Regions from separate parts of the Mus musculus genome. Here region 2 is linked to region 1. A link is a contact called in public capture Hi-C data. All regions are on one chromosome and are shown on one strand. Each heading gives the region's core, a stretch centred on a gene start, on an enhancer-like site or on the middle of the called end of the contact. The rest is flanking DNA. Distances are from core to core; before and after follow the strand shown. Region 1 overlaps Sult6b1 (sulfotransferase family, cytosolic, 6B, member 1). Region 2 overlaps Gm41625 (a long non-coding RNA gene).

The links. Capture Hi-C pulls out chosen DNA fragments and counts their contacts.
Region 2: a capture Hi-C map of embryonic stem cells shows a contact between it and region 1, with 3 times the contacts expected there. The contact joins two enhancer-like sites. A contact is called at or near these places in 1 of 115 datasets of contacts at active chromatin or transcription factors (embryonic stem cells) and 1 of 9 other capture datasets (embryonic stem cells).

The regions. Positions count from the first base shown.
Region 1 is chr17:78,894,195-78,897,583 of GRCm38.p6, forward strand. Sult6b1 (sulfotransferase family, cytosolic, 6B, member 1) reads right to left here. Exons shown (of 7, transcript NM_001163625.2): 3 at 3,364-3,389; 4 at 349-475. Among named protein-coding and RNA genes, the nearest start is that of Sult6b1, 11 kb to the right of the region's middle. Within about 2 kb of position 1,632, at least 27 of the 459 cell types and tissues checked have an H3K27ac peak or open chromatin away from gene starts, as enhancers often do. A contact at or near this core is called in embryonic stem cells, where this site is marked.
Region 2 is chr17:79,967,517-79,970,905 of GRCm38.p6, forward strand. The region is part of intron 2 of Gm41625 (a long non-coding RNA gene); the gene reads right to left. Among named protein-coding and RNA genes, the nearest start is that of Gm41625, 12 kb to the right of the region's middle. Within about 2 kb of position 1,630, at least 26 of the 459 cell types and tissues checked have an H3K27ac peak or open chromatin away from gene starts, as enhancers often do. A contact at or near this core is called in embryonic stem cells, where this site is marked.

The DNA.
Region 1 (3,389 bases), core at 382-2,881:
CCATAAGACCCTAGGAAGTAACAGATATTTACATTATGATTCATAACTAGCAAAATTGCAGTTGTGGGGTAGCAGCAAGAATAATTTTATGGTTGGGGGTCATCACAGTATGAGAAACTGTATCAAAGGGTCTCAGCGTTAGGAAGGTTGAGGACCACTGTGCTAGAGTCTCCTTGAAACCAGAGATGCATCAGTAGCTTGGGTCATGAAACCACTGCTGCAGCTGCTGCAAAACCTCCTATAAATGTAAACTTCCCATTCCAAGATCTTCACAAATCTTATTTCTTTACATTTTCACATTTATGGATTCACCTGTTGAAGATGAAATTCTCTTATCAACAGTCATACCTTGTCCCTTTATGAATTGCCTGAAGAATTCATCCCATGAGGCATAGCTGGGAATATCGGGGACATCATTATGAAAATGAAAAAAGGACACCGCTGTATCCTTAGGGTTTCGAAATATCACCAATATCTAGAGAACAAGAACGAAGTTAGTTTATGGAGCTTTGTATTGCAGCATGGAAGAGAGAAAGGGTGAACAGCATCATAACTGTATTGATACAGAGAGCAAGAGGAACCATGGTAAATCACAGATGGGGGAAGGAAGAGGAAGGACAGAAGAGTGGTACTGAGAGGACCTTTGCTAATAATGACCACAAAAAGGCAGACGTAGAAGACACTAAAAGGAAAAACAGAACAATTCCCCTAACAGAATCAAGAAGGATAGATTTGAAAGGTAAAATCCCAAATAAAGCAAAAGATTGCAAACTAATCTTTAAGGTTATAGACATGAGGTGCCGAGGCGGTGTGTGTCTGTGGAATGCAGATGGGGTTGGACCTCTCATTCCCGCGTCTGTTTTCTCCAGTGACCTCCGATGCCCTTTGGATGAAAAGTGTGAAAGGAGAACAGTAAAGAGCAAACTGAGTCTTAAGGGGACCCAGGGATTGTGGGAGAGAACCCAGGGATTGTGGGAGAGGACCCAGGGATTGTGGGAGAGGACCTAGGGATTGTGGGAGAGGACCCAGGGATTGTGGGAGACAACCCACAACCCAGGGATTGTGGGCAAGGTCCCAGGGGTAGTGGGAGAGAACCCAGGGATTGTGGAGAGAACTCAGGAATTGTGGGAAGAGTACATGGCTGCTCCGCGTGCCTGGAGGAAATCAGATGCATCCTGGCATCCTGTTTCAAACCTATGACAACTGAGCATCGGGTTGAACACAGAGACTATATAGCAGAAGCAGGATAAGGCAGAACAGATGTCATGTAACTTTCTGAAAAGGGGAAGACGACCCTCCCACCCCCACACCCCCAACCCTGGAAATTTCTTGACTAAATATATTTGAGGCCCTTGTAAGAAGCAGCTGAACCCAGCAGGGGGCAACACCAGCCCTCTGCAGAGTCACTGAGGAGGCTGCTCCTCAAGTGGTTTTGGCCGATTTCCAGAGCTTTTCCGGACTTAAGATTTTCTGTGAAAACTGGAAGGCAACAAGCAGAAAGCAATAGCAGCTCCGTCCTCAAATGCAAAGGGCCTAACTGACTCGTGGAAACGGACCTCGGGACTTTCAAACTGGGGTGGGAGAAGGGTCATAGCTAACAACCGAGAGGCTGGGAAGAGAAGAGCTCCTAGCTTTTCTTTCATCAGATTACAGTTCTATGCAAAGCATTGCCAGACCTGCTCTATGAACTCTCCAATCAAAGGGAGGAGAAAATAAACGTTTTTTTTTTTTTAAAGCATCTTTAGGAAGTATCTACTAAACTGGTAAATATGGCTAATTCTAAGACACCCAGTACCGAGCTTGGGAGCAGCTTACTTTCTGTGTCTGTTCATTGAGAATCCTACACGCATACTCTTAGGTTTTTCTTCTCTTCTTGAAGGTTTTGCGTTCTACTAAAAATATCTCGATTTTGTTATTATTATTGTTTAAGGCAGGGTTCCACTGTTGCCTGGCCTGGAATTTGCTCTGTCCATGGCACCTGCCCCCGTCTCCTGGGTGCTGGGTGCCACCATATTAAAATATCTTCAATAAAATCTCCAACTTTGCATTGTACTGACCAATCCTAAACTACTTTACTGCATCAAAGTCACAAATCCTGGTTAGGCCTGAGTCAGGCTCCCTACAAGATGAGAGGAAAGCCTCACTCATGCTGCTGAAGATGTGAGGGTCGAGCAGCAGTTCTGTCCTCTCACTGCTGACGTGCCTGCCACAGAGATACTTGAGCATTAACTGAACCGTCCATAATAGCAATGAAATGAAGCCAGCCCAGACGGCCATCAACAGATGAATGAATGGATGTAGCAAACGTGGTTCACAGTGGAACTCCATTGAGCTGTAAAGGAAACTGAAGTCACTGACAGTTTGCAGGAAGATGGGAGCAACTGGGAAGCACGTTAAGTAATTCAAGCCAGATTAATATAAAGAGCACATACTTTCTCACATATGTTCAGAATCTATAACTGAGTGTGTATGTATGTGAGAGTGTGTGCGTGTGTGAGTGTGAGAGTATGTGAGTGAGCATGTGTATGTATATGAGTGCGTGCAAGTATGTGTGGATGTGAGTGTGTGTGTATGTGTGTGTGTGTGTGTATATGTGTGTGTGTAGATCGATCATGAAAGTAGAAAGGGGACCATGAAAAGGAAGAAGAGACCTCACGGGAAGGGGGAAGATGGAATCCGTGTGATAGGAAGGCAGAAGGGACCCACACAAGTGGGGGTAGAAGGGAGGGAGGAGTGGGGGAAGCAGAGTCTTGCCTTGTCACTCCTGATGTTAGATATTTAAACAAATGGAAAGAAGAGTCAAGGCAACAAGAATTCTGTCTGGTGATGCAATGGTGCCTATTTTATGTGAAATTCTGAAATAATACAGTTGCAGATGTCACCAGAAAAAAAATTCTTCTGAAGTAGTAAGATTCTAAAGCCTATCAATTGTAAAACCAATAAACTAATAATAAACTAATAAACTACACATTTCCTCTTATGTATGAGGAATGCATTTGACTTAAATGGAAACATAGCAAAACATCCAAAGAAAGAAATGATAAAAGAAATACTATATTTTACATTTCACATATTCACATCCCACAATTACTAGCAAGTTCACACCAATATCCAATAACTATGGGGTTGAAGATGTAGCTCAATGGTAGGGTTCTTGCTGAGCACGTGTGAGGCTCTGGGTTTGACCTCTAGCACTGCCAAAACTCGAGGTCAAAGTTCCAGAGAAATCAAAGGGTAGCCTGTATGTATACATCAAAGTTTCCAATTCAGCACATACATGATACACACGTATACACACAACCAAAACACTCACACATAAACAAAATAGAACTAAATCTTTTTATATGTCTCAAATTCACTCACCTTGGCTTTGTTCTTGAAGATGGACT
Region 2 (3,389 bases), core at 380-2,879, 1.1 Mb after region 1:
GGTCCAGCTATTGTGCTGCTTAAGGCATATTTAAATATAAAGTCTGCTTGTGTGTCTTTCACTGGGGACCATAAACCACTGAGGCAGGAAACAACCTCACACAAGGATTTATTTATAAATATTAATTCTACACAGTTGTTCCACTCTCCCCGGCTGCCCTCTGATAATGCCCCTGTGTTTGTCAAGGGTGGAGGGTTCAACATGGAGTCATGTTCCCTGTAGCGCTCACTCTCAGAGACCGAGTGTCTGTCTTTCTTCGACCCAGAGTTCCAGCAAGTTAGCTTGGAACCAAAGCAAACCGCAGAGATCTATTCCACGGATGCTCTGTGAAATACTCACTCATCGCCACCCCTTCCCCCTCCCCCTGACATCCCTGCCACATCCCCCTCCCCACTGTACCAGGAGATGGGATCAGAAAACTGCACTGCCTTCCACCCATGCAAAACTCTCAGCTCTCTTTCTGCTCCTCCCGTCTCCTTTCCCTATGCTAAATGGCTCAGGCAAATTGTGCCTGTATGGAATCATAGTGGGGTAATGTAGTTTGCCTTATAATCTGTAGTACAGCCCTGTTTGGTGTATGTGTGCGGATGTCTTGCTATACAGCCCTGACTGACCTCAAGCTTAAGGTAGTCCCCCTGCCCATGCCTCCTAAGTACTGAGCCTACAGGTAGGCATCACCGTGTCTGGCGTGATACCATCTCTTTAGCATTTTCTAATCTACTAGCCAGTTGACTACCCATTCATTCCCTTGCCTTTATAATTCCAGCTCACTTAAGTACACAGTCAAACCTTGAAAGGCTCCTAGACGAGACCCAGGCAGGTCTATGAAGGGTATCAACCCCATGCCAGTTTCTAATGCTCAGCATGCCAGAGAGGTACCAGGGACCTAGAAAAGTACTTGCTGATCAGGTTCTTGCTTCTGGCTGTCTGCAGGACACAAAAGCTTGCCCCTAATGTCCTGCCTAGATCTAGGCTGTCCCAGATCATCCTGCATTGGCTTTAAAGTGTGTGGTTTCCCAATCCTATGTGAACCCGGCCACCAGGCTCTGCACTCCTGCCAGACCCCCATTGCAGTTATTGCTAAGCCTTGCCTGAGAGTCACATGCCCACTGGACTTCACACGTTGGGCCAAGACTCCCATCATTCCTCCTCACTGGTGCTTTATTATCCTGGTTGTCATGTTGGTGGGCTTTGGAGCCAACCCAAGAGACACATCTCCGGGCTTGTCTGTAAAGAATTACCAGAGATCAGCTGAGGTGGACAGACCCACCCTGGATACCGCTGGCCTTGTTCCTGGTGCCTCACCGGGTAGAATCGGATTCAGTAAAGTGACAGAAAGGAACGGAGCTCATGCATTCGCCTCTCCCTGTGTCCTGACTACATGGGGCGATGTGGCCAGACACCTCCCACTCCTACCTCCACGCCTTCCCTCAAACCATGAGACAACAGAAACTTCCTTATCATGTTGTGTTAGCGGGTGTTTTTGTCCCAGCTACAAGAAAACGATAATAAATCCTTGACACCCTAATCTAAAAAGCAATTCTTCCACCCCCTGCCTTAGCCCAGAATCTGTCCCCAGCTTGCACAAGGGAGGAGTTAGGCACTGTGCAACCTCACTGCACCCAGTGAGCTTTTCCAGTCTGGCTACTCTCCTCACCCTGACTAGTACTTGCCACTAAGATGCTGGCATGGCTCCACGGCTACCCCACTGAACTACCACAGTACCTGGGGTCATGGCTTGCTTCCACTCTCTACCAATGTGGGGAGCTAGGTAGAAGGGCAAAATAATGGCAGATACCATGCCATCTCTACGACGGGCTCAGCATCAAACAAAAAGGCAAGCAGTGGCCATTGGGTGCAAGAGACACAGCTGGGGAATGGGATGGCAGACCAGCCTCCCTCCCCAGGGCAACATCTGGGTCTGCCTCTGTAAGGACTCAAAAAAGAAAAGAGAAGACTTGCATACAGGGCTCCCAAGCCAGGGACCCAGGCTCCCTACCGTTTCCACACCTACTCCCATAACTCATGAGTTTATCCAGTTTCTCTGCGGTCTCTCTGCCCCTCCTCAACCAGGAAGTGATTATACTAAGTAGATTTTGGTTTTGAATGGCTTTGACCTTGTGAGGCCTTCCGTTCTCCAGAACTGGTTTTTTTCTGAGAGTCTGTGTTCACTTTTAATCCAATCAGCGAAGGTGGAGTTGAGTTTACTCCTGCTGACTTCTAATCCTCCAAGACAAAACGAAAATATATGCAAAATGTATGAGGAAATGGTAAAGTATAGTACACACCATTCCCCACCCCCACCCCCAGCAAAGGGGGAATTCTCAGAGGCTGGAGGGGTTGGGGGAAGGGCGGCAGGGCCTTCATCTGACGGGAAGTCAGATAGGTAACTCTCAGGCAAGAAGAACCACCTAACACTCAAAGACTTGACCCTGTGTTTGCTCAGAGCAAATGCATTTCAAGCGAGGGCTGTCAAAGGAGAATGCGTTTGCAAGCCAGTTGAAATTTAAAGTAAACCTCAGCAGGTCAATGAGAGGCCTTCCCTAAAAAGGCAGTCAGACTCCCAGCAACCGCGCTTCGGAAACTCTGATAGTGTCCTATGCTGTCCAAAAGGCTCTCGCGGTTTTAACTCCAAATAGGCTGGCACACAAATAGGAAGTGGAAAACTTGGGGAGTTGGGATGATCGGATCCTACTTGGACATATGGGAAAGCTTGAAGAAACACAGTATATGGTAGCAACTGAGAAAAAAAAAAACGAGCTCTGAGGGTTGCACTGCAGTGTGAAAGAGGCTTAGAATGGACACGCTATGGTCTCAGCAGGTCCACACCTGTCAGTCCTGCTGGTGATGCCCAGGAGAGGGAGGGGGCAATCAGGAGAGAGAAGTCCTCTCTTCACTACTGCTATCCAACACCATTCGAGACTATTAAGGCACCATGTTCCCAAAGATCTAAGTCTTCTGATACCACACGAGACTCCAATCCCTTTTGTTGGCGTCTCAGCAAGCACTGGCTTTAGATAAGATTATTTTTAATTCTTTCCATTATGAAATAATTCACACACAAAGAAGTATATAACACTACATAGATGCAGATTTTAAAGAAGAGTTAAAACTAAGAGGCAGAAGCAGGTAGATCTCTGTGAGTTTGAGGCCAGCCTGGTCTGCGTGTGAGTTCCAGGACAGCCAGGAATGATAGGATATGTGGGGCAATGGGCCTTGCCAGGAAACCTAATAAGACTGAGTGGGCTGGAAGCCCTGGAACACAGAAGGGACAGTAGCAGCTTCACCTGCTGCCGACCAGACCCCTGTCACATGACCACAGCACCCCCATGGAGAGGATTGTGGCCATCAGTCACATAGGGGCAGTGCCCCCAAGCCCCTCCACATGC